2 separate regions of the Mus musculus genome follow, and region 2 is linked to region 1. Evidence: chromatin contacts called from public promoter capture Hi-C data. All regions are on one chromosome and are shown on one strand. The core of a region is the stretch at or near the end of the contact, and the rest is flanking DNA. Distances in the headings are between cores, read along the strand shown.

Region 1 (4,693 bases), core at 867-3,366:
ATGGGTGTTTGGGACCAAATGCAGGGCCTGGGACCTTGACAGAACTTGTCACAAGAGTATGGCCAGGACTGGGGGCATTAGTTCTAGGGAGACTTGGAGCCACTAGGAGTACAAGTAGTATTGTGGCCTCTTTATTCTGTGGTCCACAGATCCCTCGAGGCCTGGGGCCCCCTTCTCAGTGCTGAGGGAAGAAAAGATGGACTGCTGTGCCTCTGGCCAGCTCTTTGGGTATAGAAAAGTGACTCTGAGGGTGGGTGGGTGGTATGGACAGCTGGGGGGGGGGTTGCACACACTTATGTTACCCAGCCAAGAGCAGTCAGGGGTCCCCTTTCAGTCACCTCACACATATGCATAGAGAGTAAGTAGTCTTATCCAAGGCAGAGAACTCAGAGAGGGGAAGTGGGTTTATGTTTGGATGGCGGTGGCATTGTGAAGGTCTGTTCTAAATGCAACCTTGGATGGACGAGATGTGGGGGTGCATCCTTCTTGCCTGTGCCCCCAATGAACAAGGACAGAGTTTCTCGCTAGGAAAGTATGCATCTAGCTTTTTGAACCGTCTAGCCTCTTGGCTAAGCACACTTGCAAGAGTGTGGTATTCATACTAGCAGACCTGGAGTCTTCTGGCCTACAATCCTGAGGCTTCCCCTGTGGTTCAGCTGGACCCACTTGAAGTCCCAGGGAAGCCTGTGGTCACTTCTGGGAAAGGCTGTGTATTTTCTGGCCTCTTTTATCCCTTTCAATGGCCTGTGAGCCCAGTGAGAAATGAGGGTCTCCCTGAAGATCAAGTCAGATCCATGGTCTCCTTTTGGGCCCCTCCCATACCCACTGAGGCTTAACATCACCTCCAAAGCCAGACGTGTCGCTGGACTTTGAAAAAAGTATGGTTCAGGCTCTACCAATATGGGGGATCCTATTTCTGCATCTGGGAGCTGACTGAAGCTGGATGTTGGAGTTGGACCTGAGGTCACTATGACTGGAGATAATACTCCACCAGCTTTAGCCAGCAGCAGGGTCCTCTGTGGTCACAACTCCTAATCACTGCCTTATCACCAGCTTGGGACCCTTCTGGTCCTTGCCTCTGTCTTTACGGGATGCGTTTAAGCTGGTACAGGGTTCTACCCAAAGGGTGAGAGACCCCGGCAGGGTGGTGCTGAGTGTGGTTCCCTAATCTGGGTTCTGCACCTAGCTGCAACTGGGCAGTCTTGGACGCCCTGAGACTTATTTACTCCGTAAGACCAAGGAGTCTTTCAGAGTGGCCAGCCAGCCCCCTCATCCCGGAACCCCACTGTCGTACCTGCAGCACGTTGGGGTGCCGCAGCCGCTCCAGCAGCACCATCTCTTTGAGCAGCTTGTGGGCCGCCAGGCGATAGCAGCCCCTTCGCGCCCCGAACTCGCGCACGCAGCTGCCCAGATCGTGGCCGCTGAAGTCCACTGCTTTAAGCGCCACCGCGGCGCCGCCGGGCAGGCGGACCCGGTACACAGCCTTAGTGTAGCCTGAGCCCACGTACTGCGCGCCAGACACGTTGCGGAGCGCGGCGCAGCCTAGGCGCGGGCCCGGGCCGGGGGAGCCCGGGCCGGGAGCAGGGGGCCAGCCCGGAGCGCCGTCGGGCGGGGACCGGACCCGCGGGGGCCGGGGACGCTGCAGGCCCGGCCCGCCCGGAGCCAGGTCCATCAGGCGCCGCCGCTCTGGCCGGCCCGCTCCCGGCCCCGGCCCCCCGCGGGAATAGCGCTGCACCTCCTCGTAGCGCTCCCGGATCTGCCGGGCCAGCTCCCCACGGCCCCCGCGACGGCCCGGGCCCGGGGCTGCCGAGGACCCCGGGGACTGGCCTGGCCGCGGAGGCTCCGAGCCCGGTGCGAAGAGCACGTTGAGGACGGAGCCCAGCAGGAAGGAGGCGCAGAAACCAGCGGCCACGGCCGCCCGCCGGCGCCGCATCGCTCCCCTCCCCCCGGCCGGCCGCGCGCCGCTCCCCGGCCCCGGCCCCGGCCCCGGCCCCGGGCGGCTCAGGCTCCGAGGCGACTCGGCTTCGCGCCGCGCCGGCCCCCTGCCCAGCCCGCGCGCATGGCCCGGGCAGCCCCGACCCCGGCCCCCGGCGGGCGGCACATCGGCCTGACACTTGCCTCCCTCCCGCCCTGCCCCCGCCGCTTATAAGGCCCGGAGCCACCCCCGCGCCCGCCCCTCCGCCAGCGCCTCCCCGCGCCCGGCCGAGCCAGTCCTCGGCGCCGCCCCCTCTGGCCGCCCGGGCCGGCCTTCCCCGCTGACTGACAGCGGGACCTCCTCCCGCGGCCAGCCGGGCCTGGGAAGCGGCGCGGAGGCGGCTCCGGCCCTGCCCGGCGCGCGGCCCCCCGAGCTCGGGTTGGGGAGCGGGGGAGGGGGAGGGGGCGGCCGCGCGCAGGGCTTCCAAGCCCGAGGCCAGGCTGGATAACGGGACCCGGAGGCCGAAAGCGGAGCTGGCCGACCTGGTGCGGGGAGTTGGAGGGGCGAGGCCGGCGGGTAACGGGCTCCAAGGGGCAAGCCGCCAAGGCCCGGGTGCGGGGATCTCAGGGGTACACGCTGCCTCCTGGGGGAGGTGGGGAGTCGGGGCTGCAGTGCAGTGCGCAGGGGTTCCTCCTTCTGCGGGTGAGGCTGCTCTGGGACAGCCCGGGTTCAGGGTGTGATGAAGGGCGGCGCACTGGGGAGGCTGCCCCGCACCTGCGAGAGCGCGAGGGGTGGGGACTGTGGTCTCAGAGTTAATCAGGAGGTTTCGGAAGAATTCTTTTTTTTTTTCAACTGTCTTCTACCAGGACTTTCTGATTTTCCTGGTTCCCGAATCCCCACATCTCGACAACACAGCTCCATCCCCATCCCCGAGAACCTCGATCTTTGACCCGCCAGTAGGGGGTCGGAACCGTATACAGCGAGTGCATTAGTGTCCACGCACATCTGTCTGTGGAATGTGTGCATCCGCATGTCCCGAGGGGCTACTGTGTCTCTAGGATGGGAGTGAGTGTGTGCCCTGTGTGTTAGTGCTGACTCCATCAGAACTTCTGGTCCCTCCTCCTCCCTCCCTGATTGCATCATTAGTGCTAATTGAGGGGCTTTCACACGCCAGTGCATTAGCTGTTTGGAGTGAGCTCCCCCCTCCTGCGAGATAAGCTGCCGCCCCTCCCCCTCGTGGCTCTCCACTTCCCTAGGGCACTGAAACTGTCCACCGAGGTCGTCTCACTTCCTCAGGCTCCCTCCTGCTTTGCTCTGGGCAGGAAAAAGTTATCTCTCTTCCTGCAGTGCCGTGGATTCGGCTGGAGCGACGGCATATGGGGTAAAATTTAGGGGCTGGAGAAAGAATCCAGAGCCGCCTTTCTGAGGGGCTTTCTAGGAAGGAGGGGTTTTCCCTCAAGAGGTCTCCTGTTCCTATCCAACGCAGGGAGGAACTCTGTGACAGGGAATAAAACTTGCGGCTAGCTCTTTTGGAAGTTCAGCCTGTGATCGCACTGAGGTAGGCCTTCTGGCTCTGACTGACTTCTTGGTCCCCTAAAACTCAGAAAGTGGGGACCATGCTGAGTTATTCGTCATGGGAAAGGCAGGTTGAAGGAGGCCATGATTCCCCCTGAGAGATTTGGGTGGGTTTGATGGAGTGTGCGCTATAGGTCTGTTCCTGTTTAAGCTGCCCCGCCCAGCTCTGGCCCATAGCTGCTGGGAGGTTGGGGAGGGGGCTGTCTGAGCAGATGCCCTCCCCAGCCCTCACACCAGATGTCTTTGGTCTAATTAACTGTGCTGGGAAAACCAACCTGGGTTTGTAAACATAGCTACTGGCTAAAGTCAACAGGGAACAGGAGCAAACAGTCCCCTTCACTGAGCCTCATCTAGACCCAGCACCCCAGGGAAGGGAGCTGGGGGGGGGGATCAGAAATGCCCTGGCCCACAGATGAGTCAAAGAAAGACTGTCTGCCTGGGTGACCCCAACGTGACTACTATTCCCTTGCTAGTTCTACAGTGTCTACTCAAGAAGTGTGAGGACCAGCTAGCTACCATGCCCAGGAGAGGTTTGACTTCTGGCGGTTTCACCTCTGATGGCTGCACAACCAAACACTGTGTATGTGTGTGGCATATTTCTTGAAAAGCTTTCTTCAGATCCTCTGCATGTTCATGTCTCGGAGAAGCGTCCGTGGGGAAGGATTTGGCATCGTGAGTGTACAGCTCAGAGTTGGTGAATAGAATGTGAACATTGTTAACTTCATTACACATCATGTAGGTATTATAATAACATGTTCTGAAATTAGATAATTATTCCTGTGATATCTCTGCCAAGCTTTGGTGTTTCTGTTATGGTTTGAAAGTTCAGTGCACAACAGGGCCAGAGAAATAGGCACCAGTGTTCGCCTGGTGCCTACCCAGAACCCCGAAAGCAGGGTCCTCATGTAGAGAAACAGCGACCCTTCAGTTGTATTGACTCACATTTACTGTTTCCCTCAGCCCCCAGGGAGACACATAGACATCAAGACATGCATGCTCAGCCACAGAAATAGGATTTTTGCTCCTAAAAGGAAGAGATCAAAGCTTTGAACCAATTAGAGTTTCTGAATTGACAGACTTTAACCAATTTTTGATTGTTTGCCTGTCTGTGTGTGTGTGTGTGTGTGTGTGTGTGTGTGTGTGTGCCACCCAGGAAGAGGAGTTGTTTCAAAGAATTGGAAAACAGAAACACTATGCAATCCT
Region 2 (4,307 bases), core at 1,792-4,291, 490 kb before region 1:
CTCTTGCTAGCTTGGAACTCTCCAAGTAGGAGAGCCTGGTTGGCTGGTGCGGAAGCCCCAGGGCAGGATTATCAGCCTGAGCCACTAAACCGGTTTTTCTTTCAGATTCTGGGAATTGAACTCAAGTCCTCATGCTTGCAAGTCATCTCCTCAGCCTCTCATTTTGTTTTTTTAAGACAGTCTCAGTGATACAACGCAGGACAAACTCAAACTAGGTATCAGGTGCCTGTCACGCCGCCGACTCATTTTACAATTTTGTGTGTTGTGGGGAGGGGTGGAGGCTGAGACTGGCTGACACTGGGCTGCCATGCCCCTGACTCTAGGCATGAACCACCACGCCCAAATTAGATTCTTCCTTCTAAAGCTCGAGGAGGAATATACTCATTCACTAGCAGATGTGAAACAGCGCTTGGGAAACTGAGGCAGGAGGATTGAGATTTTTTTGGAAGTCATTGTAAGCCTAGCTCAAACAAACATGCCTAATGTTTAAATATGAAACATGCCTACAGTCTTAAATATGAACAGAAGTCAAGTTACACACAACTGGCCTGATCTTCAAGGTTCAAAGCAATCTGAAGAAACAAACGTAACATGGGTCAAAAATCTTTATAAGAAGCCAACAAATATTCAGATGCCTGCAGAACTCTGTAATTAGCCTGGAACTGAAAGTAAAAATCACCTCTCGGGCCCTTTACCCAGTAACCCTTAAAGGGGAAGCGCTTCGGTGTTGGCCAGGTGATGCCACACTGCTCACTCACCTTGTTGAGCTCCTCTATCCGTCTGATGAGGTACGGGTTGCTGGAGGAATTCTCAAAATAAACGTAGTCTGCAAACAAAAAACGCACAGGTCTTTTCAACCAAGAGCTCACATTTGACAGCTCAGAGCCCTTTTCTTGTTTTTGTTTATTTTCCGTTTTGTTTTAGACAGGGTCACATGAGATAGCTCGGCATGTCTCAGAGAGCTTGCCTTGTTCACCAGACTGGCCTCAAACTCACAGCAGAGACCTGCCTGCCTCTGCCCAGGACTGGAGAGCTGGGATTAAAGGTGAGCCACCATCTCTTGGGCTACAATTCCCTATGCGTTAGGAAGTAGGCAAGCCACTGTAAGGCAGCCTCTGTAAGCGGTTCCAAGTTTATCACCGTCCTAGAATTCCCACCCCTGACGAAGTAGCCCAAGCTCATCTAGAACTAACTCAACATCCCCCAGCCTCACACACTCAAGTGGAGATTAGTGGTATGTACCACGTACCACATCCTGCTTACATTTCATTTTCTTTTTGAAAATAGCAGTCCGGGCTGGCAAGAACTGGTGAAGTAATTGAGACTGGCCTTCAACTCCTAAGCCTCCTGGCCCAACACTTACAGGCTGAATTTACTGGCATGTGCCACAGTGGTCACCCTTGAATTAATTATTTAATTTAAAAAAAAAAACAAAAAAAAGCATGGCTTGCTGTAATTGGGGGGAGTGGGACACAAAGGCAGGAGAATCACAAAGCAGAGGCCAGCCTCGTGCTACATAGCAAGACTTTGCCTCAAACAACAACAAAAAGCACAGGTCTTAAATCCCAGCACCTATGGAGCAGAGGCAAGCAGATCTCTGTGAGGCCAGCCTGGTCTAGGACTGAATCCTAGGGCATCTAGGCCTAAGTAGACACCTTGCCTCAAACAACCAAACAACCCCACCACAACATGATAGGCAAACCCCTTCATCACTATGTATCAGAGCTCATCAACGCAGCCTCCCACTAGCGCCTCATCCCTCCAATCCAACCAGCCCTCAACAACGATTCTTACATAAAAGTGTTGACCTGAGACAAATCAGGAGAAAAAGAAAGGCTTAACAGCCCAAATTCATTTCAAACATCAACTTAAAAAAAAAAATCGGCAGGCAGAATGTGTAAGGGCAAGCAGGTATCAAACTTTTCCTTGCTCTACCTGGGATGGTGAGGAATAGGGGCTGGGTGTTGGGTTGTTTTTTTTCCCCCCTTTTTTTATATTTGATTCAACTCCATTTAGACCCTTCTTATAAAGAAACCATGGCAAGTTTTCAACCAAAGGTACAGGATTTTTCCTCTACAGAGTGGCTGGAAACTTCCCACTATGTGTTTACCTGAGAGACTAGACTGCACAGTCACGGTCTACCTAGGCGGCTCTCTCCCAGCCCTCTGCTGCTAAGTGGCCTCATTTAGCCAGGCCATTCCCCCACCATCATCCATCAGGAGCTCGGCTAATGAGCAAAGACGGAAGAGCAAGTCTCACTCACAAACACGCCACTTATCTGAATTATTATTTTACCAGGAAGGAGGGAGGGAGGGCGTCGTGAGCAGGGAAAGTTTGTTTGACCTTATTTCTCTCTCTTCTGCAGAAGGCTGGAAAGACAGACAGCAGAGCCAACGTCCAGGCTGAGCTCTACTCCCTACCTGGGGCTGCGGCTCCCTGGCCCCACACACAGCCCCACTCTCAGGGGGACTGAACGGGAAACCGAAGGGAATGGGGGGTGAAGCAGCGACGGTGCAGGGCCCGGGCTCTGCAAACAGGCCTGTCGAGCTCTGCCCCCCACCTGGGCCACCATCGTCCCCAGCCCACGCTAACACCGAGGCAGAAGCCGGGGTTTGGGGTGAGGGGTGCTCAAGCCCCCCTCCCTCGTGCCCAAAAGCCACGCGAGGGAAAGACCACTCAGCTAGGGGGCTTGCAGGGGCTCTGTCCCTTTGGGGCGTTCGTAAAGGGGGTGTCCGATGCGTGTCCCCAGAAGAGGCCTGGCCCCGAGACGCCGGGCAGGAGCGGTGGGGGAGGGGAGTGGGGGTGGGGATCCCCCTGCGCCCCGCCCGCGGCGCCCTCAGCCCCGGGCTCCCGGGCTGCTGGCAGTAAGCGTGCGCTGCCCGGACCCCCGCTCCCACCGCCCGCTCCCCGACGGGCCGGGAAGGGCCGAGCCTTCCTACCTCCGACCCGGTACATGTTGGCCGCCATGTCCGCCCGCCCGCCCGCGGAGCCCGAGCCGAGCCCCGCCCGCCGCCGCCGCCTCAGCCTCGACCGCCGCCGCTGCCGCCGCCGCCGCCGCCTCGCCACGGGGGAGGGGGAGGGACGGGGAGGGGACACCGAGGGAGGGGGCTGTGCCCGCCCCCAGCGCCGGCAGAGCGACGCCGAGCGGGCCCGGGAGGCCGGAGCACGGCGGGAACGGGGCGGCGGGCTGCGGGGGGCCGAAGACCCCAGGGGCCACCCGCACTAGCCTCGGGGTAGCACACCAGGGTCAGGGGCTGTGGAAGAACCAGGGTGGGGACAGAGGTTCAGCCACTCCGAGCGTCTCTCTCGCCCGCGTCACCTGTCCACCTTGGGACAGGTTCTCCTTTCCTGCTTCTGTTCCCCAGGGACACCCCTCTATGTGTGACCTCAAGCACACGAACGCCCTTCTGGGTACAACTCTCCGATGCAGCCAATGCAAGCGACAGATGCTTGTTTGCGTCCCTCCCTCGTGGTGAGAGGACGTTTGGTGGCTTTAGAGCCTACAGGCCCTGGGGCCAAGAAGACCCTACGTACTTGCAGCTTGCTCAAGTCTGAGACCCAGCTATGAAAAGAACTGGAAGCTGACTTTCTCACCCCGACCACACTGGCAGGTCAGTCGTGGCTGTGCCAAAACTGGGCTGAACAAAACCGACCCCCCCCCCCACACACACACACACACACACACATCCTCTAGCCCTGCCTCTAAACAGGCTTTGTGTACAGCGTGTGCTTTGACCAGGGGAGGCCTTCAGCACAAGAGGGCTTCCTTTGCCGGTAGAAGAACAGGGTTTCCACAATCCGCAGTTTTCCCCCCATCAAAAGGAGGAGGTCGTGTCTAACAGCTTGGGGTTGCTGGTCAGCTAACTAGTTTTATGTCAAAAAGCACGTCCTCGCCCCAATCCCCGTTTTTGGTTTTTTGGTTTTTTTTTTTTTTTGCATTAATGGGGATTGAAGCCAGGTCTTTGCACAGGCTAGTCATTTAACTATAGAACTAACTTTTCATGTTTGTTGGTTTGTTTTTAAATTCTTAATACACTTATTTACTTATCTATCCATCCATGCATCTATTTATCTATCTATCATGTGAGGGCATGAATGCTATGAGATATATATGTATAGGTCTATCATAGGAGTAGAGATTGAACTCAGATAGTCAGGCCTGGCTATACTGAGCTACCTCACCAACATTACTTGTTTTAATACGGGTCTCAGTTCAGGCTGGCTCTTGTAGCCTCCTGCCTCAGCCTCCTGAGTGCTGGGTTATATTACAGGTGTAGGATCACTTGTCCCATCAGAAAGCTCTTAAG

Evidence for each region. Capture Hi-C pulls out chosen DNA fragments and counts their contacts.
Region 2: a promoter capture Hi-C map of pancreatic islet shows a contact between it and region 1. The contact joins the promoter of Mta3 here to the promoter of Pkdcc in region 1. A contact is called at or near these places in 9 of 39 promoter capture datasets (the C10 cell line, cranial neural crest, embryonic stem cells and 4 more), 1 of 115 datasets of contacts at active chromatin or transcription factors (pancreatic cancer cells) and 1 of 9 other capture datasets (pancreatic islet).

What each region holds. Positions count from the first base shown.
Region 1 is chr17:83,212,706-83,217,398 of GRCm38.p6, reverse strand. It overlaps Pkdcc (protein kinase domain containing, cytoplasmic), which reads right to left and starts at 2,116. Exons shown (of 7, transcript NM_134117.2): 1 at 1,295-2,116. The coding sequence starts at 1,933. It overlaps Gm34686 (a long non-coding RNA gene), which reads left to right and starts at 2,265. Exons shown (of 3, transcript XR_001782234.2): 1 at 2,265-4,693.
Region 2 is chr17:83,704,918-83,709,224 of GRCm38.p6, reverse strand. Mta3 (metastasis associated 3) reads right to left here and starts at 3,041. Exons shown (of 17, transcript NM_001379391.1): 1 at 2,940-3,041; 2 at 759-826. The coding sequence starts at 2,967.